2 separate regions of the Drosophila melanogaster genome follow, and region 1 is linked to region 2. The links are chromatin contacts, called in public Hi-C maps. All regions are on one chromosome and are shown on one strand. The core of a region is the stretch at or near the end of the contact, and the rest is flanking DNA. Distances in the headings are between cores, read along the strand shown.

Region 1 (4,209 bases), core at 1,101-3,600, 4.8 Mb before region 2:
TATTTTATACTACTATTCTAGAGTCTTTGCTTCTGCCGATGCTGAGCACGACTTTATGTGCATCAACTGAGTGGGCTTAACATTCAATATTAAACAACCTAAAGCCTTTTGATCAATTGTTTCCCATTTTACTGCCTGCGTTGCTTTCTCGGGTTTGATTTGTTTTTCACATACGACATTCCACAAATCCGATATAATTAATAAGCTCCGCGTAGACAAACTCCACATGTCATAATTTCCGTCATCATTTATTTAATTTAATTGAAATGCTCATTACGAATTCTTGTCCAAACGTTTCCTAGTCTTTTTCACAATTCTGGGCCTGAGTTTGGTTAATTTAATCGTATATTTAAGAGGATAATAAATTAACAAAATATTAAAATAAATTAACAAAATAAAAAAATAAATGTAAAAAAAATATATTTTAGTGGGTAGAGAACAACACTGCTCCCAGGAAAAAAGAATGTTAAGTTAGGAAAAACATATAAGGACATTCAAAAAATCCTTGAATGTCAAAATGCCAAAATGGTATCCAATGCCATTAAATATGAATGGAAGCCCGAAAACTGTGGTACCATACGTAAAACCACAAATATAGAGGATTGACGCATTATTTCTTACAGCAATGTCTAACCTTTTGCATCCTCTAGGGACATAAAGTCTGTGCTGAACTTGGGAATTAGCGACGATACTATTCGGAGACGACTACTGAATTAAAATTTCAGTGCGAGGAGTCCACGAAAGGTTCCCCTACTTAGCCCAAGGTATGTTAAGGCAAGGTTAAGCTTCGCTAAAACCTACCTAAACTTGCCAGTCTCCAAATGGCGTAATAACCTTTGGACTGATGGGTCAAAAATAGTGCTATTTGGTGGAACTGGTTCACTACAGTATATCTGACGACCTCCAAACACGGAGTACCACCCAAAACACCCACTGAGGAATTTCAATCACGGTGGACCTAAAATCCTGATATGGGCTTGTTTTTTTTACAATGATATGATTTATGGTATTATAGACCAAAACGCATATGTAAATATACTTAGTGATGTCTTACTGTCGTACTCTGCTTGCCCTTAACAAAAAAATGGACATTCCAACAGGATAATGATCCGAAACGCAGAAGTAAATCGGCTAAGAATAGGTTCACCCAAAATAGAATACATGCAATGCCGTGGCCAGCACCATTTTCCGATTTAAACCCGATTAAAACCCTGTGGGGGGACATTAAACAATATGTGCCGAAGAAATGCCCGACGTCTAAGGTGCAGCTTTGGCAAGTTGTGCAGGATGCATGGCAAAAATTCCCCCCAAACGTTGCCAGGACGTTACCTTGTGGACTCCATGCCGCGTGGGTGTAAGGCTATGCCGGCTAACAAAAGCAATCCAACCAAGTATTAAACCCTAATTAACATATTAAAAAGAACAACTATATTATTTCAGCCCATTATGTTGTTTTAATCTATAATTTCGAAACTATTGAAGAAATAAAAGTGAATCATTTGTTGAATTGTTTGAAAATAAATACCAAATGATATTATAAAAAAAGATTACACATTAAAACTTAAAATCATATGATTTTTTTATCTTAAACTCGCAGGTCCCAAGCACTGCTATTTTTATGAACACAGCTGTAGATAAGAATATGATGCGATATGATATGAAACAAGAGTACAATGTTGCCAGATCGTTGGCAATTCGATATTCAACTTAATCGATATTCAACATTGCTCACATTTCACAAGGAATTGGCGCGCTTGCGAATTACAAGACTTTGTCATCGATTTCTATTTTCTTCCGCTATTCGAGCTTTATTAGTTTCCCCTTATTTGCCTATTCTTTTTTGTTGTACCCCAAATTTTGGCCGGTTCTCGGTTCCACGAGATTGAAGCTACTTTTTGTGAGCTTTTTCATTTAATTAACCTTTATCCTTTACTCACTTATGATGATGCTTGATTTTGGTGCGCTTTCTCTTCTATGTTGCTTTAAAGCCAATTGCAGTACTTACCGAACTTGAGTGAATTACCCATTAACGGCAATTCCTTAAGGCTAACGCCTCTAAGCGATTAGGCAAAGGCTTTGGTTTTAGGTTTGTCGCTTGAGAGCCCTAAGCTCCAATTCTGGGAAACTTTCGCTTCTTGGGAACTGACCAAACGCTTCCAATAGTTTGAAGAACAAAACCTTCTCTTTTTGTTTTAAATCCAACTCGTGGATGTGGTAGATTTTTTGCTTTACTTTTTCAAGAAATATTCCTTTACAGATAATCTCAACGAAAAAAAACCGTAACTTTTATGGATGTGTACGGACACATGTGAGTGATGTCAGAATAACTCAAGGATACAAATTGTGTATTCACAATATTTGGTTTTAAAAATTGTAAATAAATTAGGAGATGGGCAACACAGTTAAGTTTGTTTACATAATGGCAAAAAGCCTTTTGATAGGACCTTCTGGTATTTAACTACCGCTTACCCGACCTCACGGTCACACTGGTATGAACTGTTAAAGTTAATGCGCAAGCACACATGGCGTGATCATGGAAAAGTTGGACAAAATAAGGATGAGCCAAAAACTGTCCTGCTGGCAGCATATTCTGACCACGTTGGGGACGAGTTCCAAGACAGAGCAGGAATGGAATACTTTTTTCAAGGGGTTCCTCGAAAGTTGGAGAAAGCCCTACTGTATCCAAACCAGCTGCGTAAGAATTCTGAAAATTTTATCCGAGAACTACTCGTTTAATATTTGTTCTTATCAACTAACAGGATCCGAGCATACCGCTGAGAAAGGAGCTCTTGGTCAGACCGAGGAAAGCCCTGCAAGAAAACCCGCATGGACCGGGGTCCACACTTCCAGAGTCCCCTGTTTTCCTGGAACCCATCAATTCCACCGCGCCGCGTGAACATCCGAGTCCCAGCAAGTCACATTCAACAGGTTCAACAGGTTGTGATCCTGGTAATGGAGAAAGATCTCCAAGTGTTTCGAATAAAAATTCTAAGTATAAAAATCCTGGTAACTCCAAATATGCTAAAATCTGGAAGCGGAGTAATAATCATACGACTTCCATTTTCTCCAAAGCTCAAATTTCCAAGCGCAGAGATAAACTCTCAAGTACGAAGAAGCGGCCAGATACATGTGCACCAACTGATGATTCGCGCAAAAACCGAGAACCACGTGCTTGTGCTCCCAACAAAAATATTTTCAAGACCAGAGAGACCAATGCTCCAAACTTGACGAAAAATTCATGTGCTCTTCCAAATGTTCTTATATTAAGTCCCAACAGTGCGTCTAAAATAACGCAACGTGGACATTCTGTTGGTCAGACGCAAGATTACAAAGCTTCTCCAGGCAAAATAATCAAGCGTGTTCCCAGATATAGTTTACAATGCTTAAAGAAAAAAACCGAGAAAGTACATAATAAAATAATGGACAAGCCTAAGAATAAACAGCAGCCCCAGACTCCACCGCCATTTCTGCTCAATAACGAGTACACGGAATCAAGCGACGACTCTGATGACCAACTGCCGCTTTCAGAATTGTCGCAAAAGATGAAAAGCAATAAACTGAATACCCTTTTCCTTTCTCGCAATGAAGATTGTAGTCCTGCTCCTGAGAAAGTAAAGCTAAAAGGAGAACGTCCCGCACAAAATAAGAAAGAGCAGCTCACATGGGAGCCATCAATATTAACTAATTTAACCGATCTAGGCAAGCAAGTAGCAGAGCCCCTTCGAAAATCAGTTAAAAAATCTGCCAAACAGCAGAAACCACGAGTTAGAGCCCCTCCTCAGGGAAAAAAAACGTTACCTCAATTGCAAACAGGTTTAAAGACTCAGGACAAGCAATCAACTCACGAAATGATAAGTGAGCAGGCCAAAACCATCTCAGAAGCATCTGGACAGCAGACATCTCAAGTCCAAAGTAGCTTGTCGCCAAACAATATAAGGAACAATAGCGTAAAATTAGTAAGCAGCATTATGGTTTTAACGTCACCTAATAACTTCCTTTTGTTACCGCAGATAAGCGCCAAAACGTTGATGCCAGCCCAGAGATCACAAGACTATTCCCCAAACAAAATGCAAGTGGGTCAGCCACTGGGTTTCGCCATAGAATTACCTAGTCCCGTGGACGGCAAGGAAGCCAGCGTCGAGATCGATACCCAGCTGGTCCATACCAGCAAGTTCTTAGAGAATATGACAAGACCATCGACAGTGGAGG
Region 2 (4,359 bases), core at 939-3,438:
TGTTAACGCAAAATGTTTAGAGCGAAATAAAGCATACAAGGATGCAGAATGTCAAGCATTTTATTTATACGCACACAAACTTAACTCTAAGCAATAAAAGTAACTGACAAAATTTAATTATTCATATATCGTCGGCGGGGGCACATAATCAGAGATTTATCCGTAATTACAAAGTACGAAACATTAAACGAGAACATAAAAATTGGATATGCATTCAAGAAATAATTGTCTAGTCTGGAAAACATACCAGTAGTAAGTATTGAAGCTTAAACTTAGCAATCAAGGGGGTAAAAACAGTTCTAAAGGTCTGAGCATATCAACGGATGCTCTGTCGGAACACGCTCTGTTTGCCCTTGCTGGTCGAAACTGCCTTCTTGGACGCCAACGGATCGGGAGCGAAGCAGTTCCAAAGACGCAGGGTTTCATCAGCTCCGGCGCTGATCACTGTGCTGCCGTCCGGAGACATGGCCATCTGGAGAACTCGTGACGTGTGTCCAGTCAAATCGGCTTGCTTCACCATTGTTGGGTATTTCCAAATGGTCAGTTGGTTGTTAGCAAAACCATGCGCAGAGATCAGCTCCTTGTAGTGGCGAGAAAAGAGCAGAGAACAGACCTGCGACTTGGAGTCCACGGATTTCATTAAAGTGCCATTGTTCACATTCCAGAACTTGATGCAGCGATCGGCGGTGCCGCCTCCAGAGGCTAGAGTACTTGGTTGCCAGGGACACCAGGCCAAGGCACGCACTGCAGCTTGATGGTCGTTGAATTTGTGCAAGGGATCGGTGGCAGTTCCCACGCCACCGCTGGCCGCCGACCAAACATTCACCAGATTGTCGTTGCCTCCGCTAGCCAAATACTTGAAATCCGTGGACCACTTTAGGCCGCAAACCTCCTGCGTGTGTCCGGACAATGTGGAAAGCTTGTGCTCACGTGCACGCACATCGTGGTGGACAATGGTGCCATCCCGGCTGCCAGAGGAAACCAGGAATGAGTTCCAGGCCAAGGATCCCACTCGGGCACTGTGTCCATCCATCACTCGCAGACGCTTCACTTTGGAGCAGTCCCACAGCTCCACGGCACCGGTGCTGTTGCCGATGGCAAGTATCTGCCCCTCCTGGATCCACGATAGCGAGCCTGCGTAGTCGCCCTCCTCAAACTCCGTAAGCTGCTCGATATTTCCGGTCTGTGCGTTCCACAAATAGACGCAACTGCCCAAGGCCACAGCCACTATATTGTCGGCACTCCAATCCATAAGATTTAAATCTGGAAGAGATCAATAGTAGAAAAAAAGAAAAGAAAAGTTTTCTTCGACCTACAGTAATCGTTAATAAAATCAGGTGCATCCAGAATCCTCTCGGATGTGGTGGGTATATAGCGTGAGCCACTCTTTGTGGATATGGGTGTCTTAATGGAGTACACGACCTTCAGGGGATTGTTGTGTGTTTCTGGAGCAGCGGGAGCCTTGTTTTGGTAGCACAAAATGCGCCCGCCCTTGGAGTCACCGACCTGGGCCACTTCAGAGATGAGTTTCTGCCGGTCGCCCTTGTGAGCCGAAGCCTGGACATTGCTCTCGTTGCTGTTGCTCGAGGTGGCCTTGTCGTTCTCCTCATCGGACTTATCGCCGGAGTCTTTGTTCACCTAATAGATGGTCAGGTGGTCAATAAATTCTTAAGGGGTCTGGAATAAGGATGCCCTTACAGGGCGGGATGGAGGGATGAGTGGAATCCTTACCAGAAAGTGTGCTAACTCAAAGTTGGTAGCCGCCCGATTCGGAATAAAGCGATCTCCGCCTCCTGGCGTCTTAGAGGGCGTGGTGTTGGACTTCTTGGTCTTGCCCTCGCTGCTCTTGCCCGGAGTTTTCGTGGGCGCCTGGACACCCGAGAAACTGGTGTTGTACGAGACGGATAGCACCGACCGAGTGGTATTCACACTTCCATTTAGAGACGCCTCCAGCTTCTTCTTCCACCTGGGCGCAGGTCCGCGCGTCTCGCCGTCCATGATGAGAGCATTCTGCAAATCGCTCACAAAATTGAACTGCGACATTGTGTTCCGCTCTTTTCTGGTGTCAGTTGATTATCGAATTTATTTATTTATTATTATTAAAAAACAGAAGCTCATAGAACACTTGGATCGAATTTTTTCCAGATTTCGAGATGCAACACAAATGGCGGTTCGATTTGGAAATGTAGTGTGACCGCATCGGCTAACTGTTAGTGGTATTTTTTGTGCGTAGAGAAAATTACCAGAGAATTAAAATTAATACAAAACATTATAATTCGTTAGAAATTAAAATTGCTTCTTTAAATGAAATTATATTTGATTTATAATGGATAGCTGATTATTTATTAGCCTCATTTGCAATGTGACCGTACATCTGTGCTGCCTGATCGTTTAGATTAGTGCATCCCTGGCGCACAGCTGTCATCATCGCCGCCCTTGTAAAAAAAAAACAAGTGAGTCCCAGCGCTACAATTGCAAAGCCGAATTTTACGATAATAATTAGCAAGTCACTTTGATTAGCACCTGGAAGACGTGCTCCAGCGATTTTACAAGATGGCCTTCAACTTCACCGCCTTCACGTACATAGTGGCCCTGATCGGGGATGCATTCTTGATATTTTTCGCCATATTTCATGTCATTGCATTCGACGAACTTAAAACGGATTATAAGAACCCAATTGATCAGTGCAATAGCCTCAATCCGGTCAGTAAACTTACTGCTTACACCCGCAGTGCGCCCTGTAATGTATGTGTTTGCATTTCAGCTGGTTTTGCCCGAATACCTTCTGCACATCTTTCTGAACTTGCTCTTCTTGTTCTGCGGCGAATGGTTTTCGCTATGCATCAACATACCCCTCATAGCCTATCATATTTGGCGGTAAGTGACTCATTTGACCGTGTGATATAATGTGATTTGAGATCCGAGGAGATCAAGATTCACCCAAGCCCAACATAAGCACCCTTAAGCACTCATGCTTTGTAATACCCCTATCGCTTTCAGTTACAAAAACCGCCCTGTGATGTCGGGACCCGGACTTTATGATCCCACCACGGTCCTGAAAACCGATACTTTGTACCGGAACATGCGTGAGGGTTGGATTAAACTGGCCGTCTATCTGATTAGCTTCTTCTACTACATATACGGGTAAGTCTAATTGAGATTCATTGTGGCCAGGGTCCTCATTTGTCTAACGTTTCTAATTGCTAATTTTAGCATGGTTTATTCGCTCATCTCGACATAGGCAAGCTCTTGCCTGGGGATCTCAGTGTTGGCGCCAACGCATCAGCGTCGTGTATTAGTTGTCTAAACTCGGGTAGAGGACTTCCTTTTTTGGGGAAGAGTCCCCATCAACCGCGAACAATACTTCACTTGTAAATTCTAGTGTAAATCCATAAAGACATCTTGAAGCTTTGTTTTTTTCATACAATTTGTAATACTTTTCTGCAGTAAGAGATTGTAACATGTTTTTATTTTGATTATTTTTTGCATATCGCATCTTTGGTGTAGTTGGATTTTAAGCATTAAATAAAAGTCAAATCAATGTAACCAATTTTCATTTTTCTGTTTAGCATGAGGGACAGCGGAATTTTTGGCTAAACACGACGAACATGGAGCAACGAGCACTTAAGATAATAAAGATTATGAAAGGGCACTTAAACCTTATCAGCAGGGCAAACATAGATATAGTCTCTCTCCAATTTGATACTTGCATTACACGTTTTCTAAGGTAATATACAAGTTTCTTACATCAGCAAACATATTTATCATTCGGCTTTATATTTTGGAAATTATATTTAATTTTAGAGCTTCCATTAGAATGGAAAAATTCACCAAAGAACCACATGCTAAAATAAATGTATTTTGCTTTAGAACGTATTTATAACTTTATTTTACAATCGTTTCGGGAGGCCACAGCTTGGAATAAACAATATTGTGATTGAATCTTGATTAAAATAAAAAGCTGTATACATGGATAGGTACATGGGGCTTTTAATGGGCAACTGGCGTTTGATTACGACATAAAAACAACGAAGAACAAGAAGAAGAATATGAGAACGCCGAAGATTTTGATCATCAGCCAGCGATTTTTGGAGACGGATTGAAAGTATTTCAAGATCTCCCCATGGGCAGCCTCAATATTCAATTCCGCATCCGCCACATTCGTGTCAATACGCTCCACGATCTCTTCCTGCTCCTTAACCATATGTGCCAGCTGCTGGAATATTCCGCCGAGCTCAACGATGGTAGATTCTATATTTTGCATGGTCTCCGCCCGCTGCTGGACGTAATTATCGGAATCATCGTAGATGGCCATCTGTGTCTGGGTTGATAGGAGTGGTGTGGTATCGCTGCTCCCCA

The links. A called contact is a pair of places that touch in the nucleus more often than the background predicts.
Region 1: a Hi-C map of the Kc167 cell line shows a contact between it and region 2, with 4 times the contacts expected there.

What each region holds. Positions count from the first base shown.
Region 1 is chr2L:21,146,687-21,150,895 of dm6, reverse strand. It overlaps del (deadlock), which reads left to right and starts at 2,350. Exons shown (of 3, transcript NM_001273737.1): 1 at 2,350-2,695; 2 at 2,760-3,956; 3 at 4,011-4,209. The coding sequence starts at 2,534.
Region 2 is chr2L:16,308,785-16,313,143 of dm6, reverse strand. It overlaps fzy (fizzy), which reads right to left and starts at 2,188. Exons shown (of 3, transcript NM_058153.4): 1 at 1,732-2,188; 2 at 1,317-1,638; 3 at 47-1,263. The coding sequence starts at 2,043. The coding sequence ends at 317. It overlaps cni (cornichon), which reads left to right and starts at 2,418. Exons shown (of 5, transcript NM_001273566.1): 1 at 2,418-2,453; 2 at 2,504-2,703; 3 at 2,765-2,877; 4 at 3,001-3,144; 5 at 3,214-3,852. The coding sequence starts at 2,554. The coding sequence ends at 3,241. It overlaps Syx5 (Syntaxin 5), which reads right to left. Exons shown (of 2, transcript NM_134305.3): 2 at 3,870-4,359. The coding sequence ends at 4,013. It overlaps cact (cactus), which reads left to right. Exons shown (of 7, transcript NM_001273567.1): 7 at 1-47.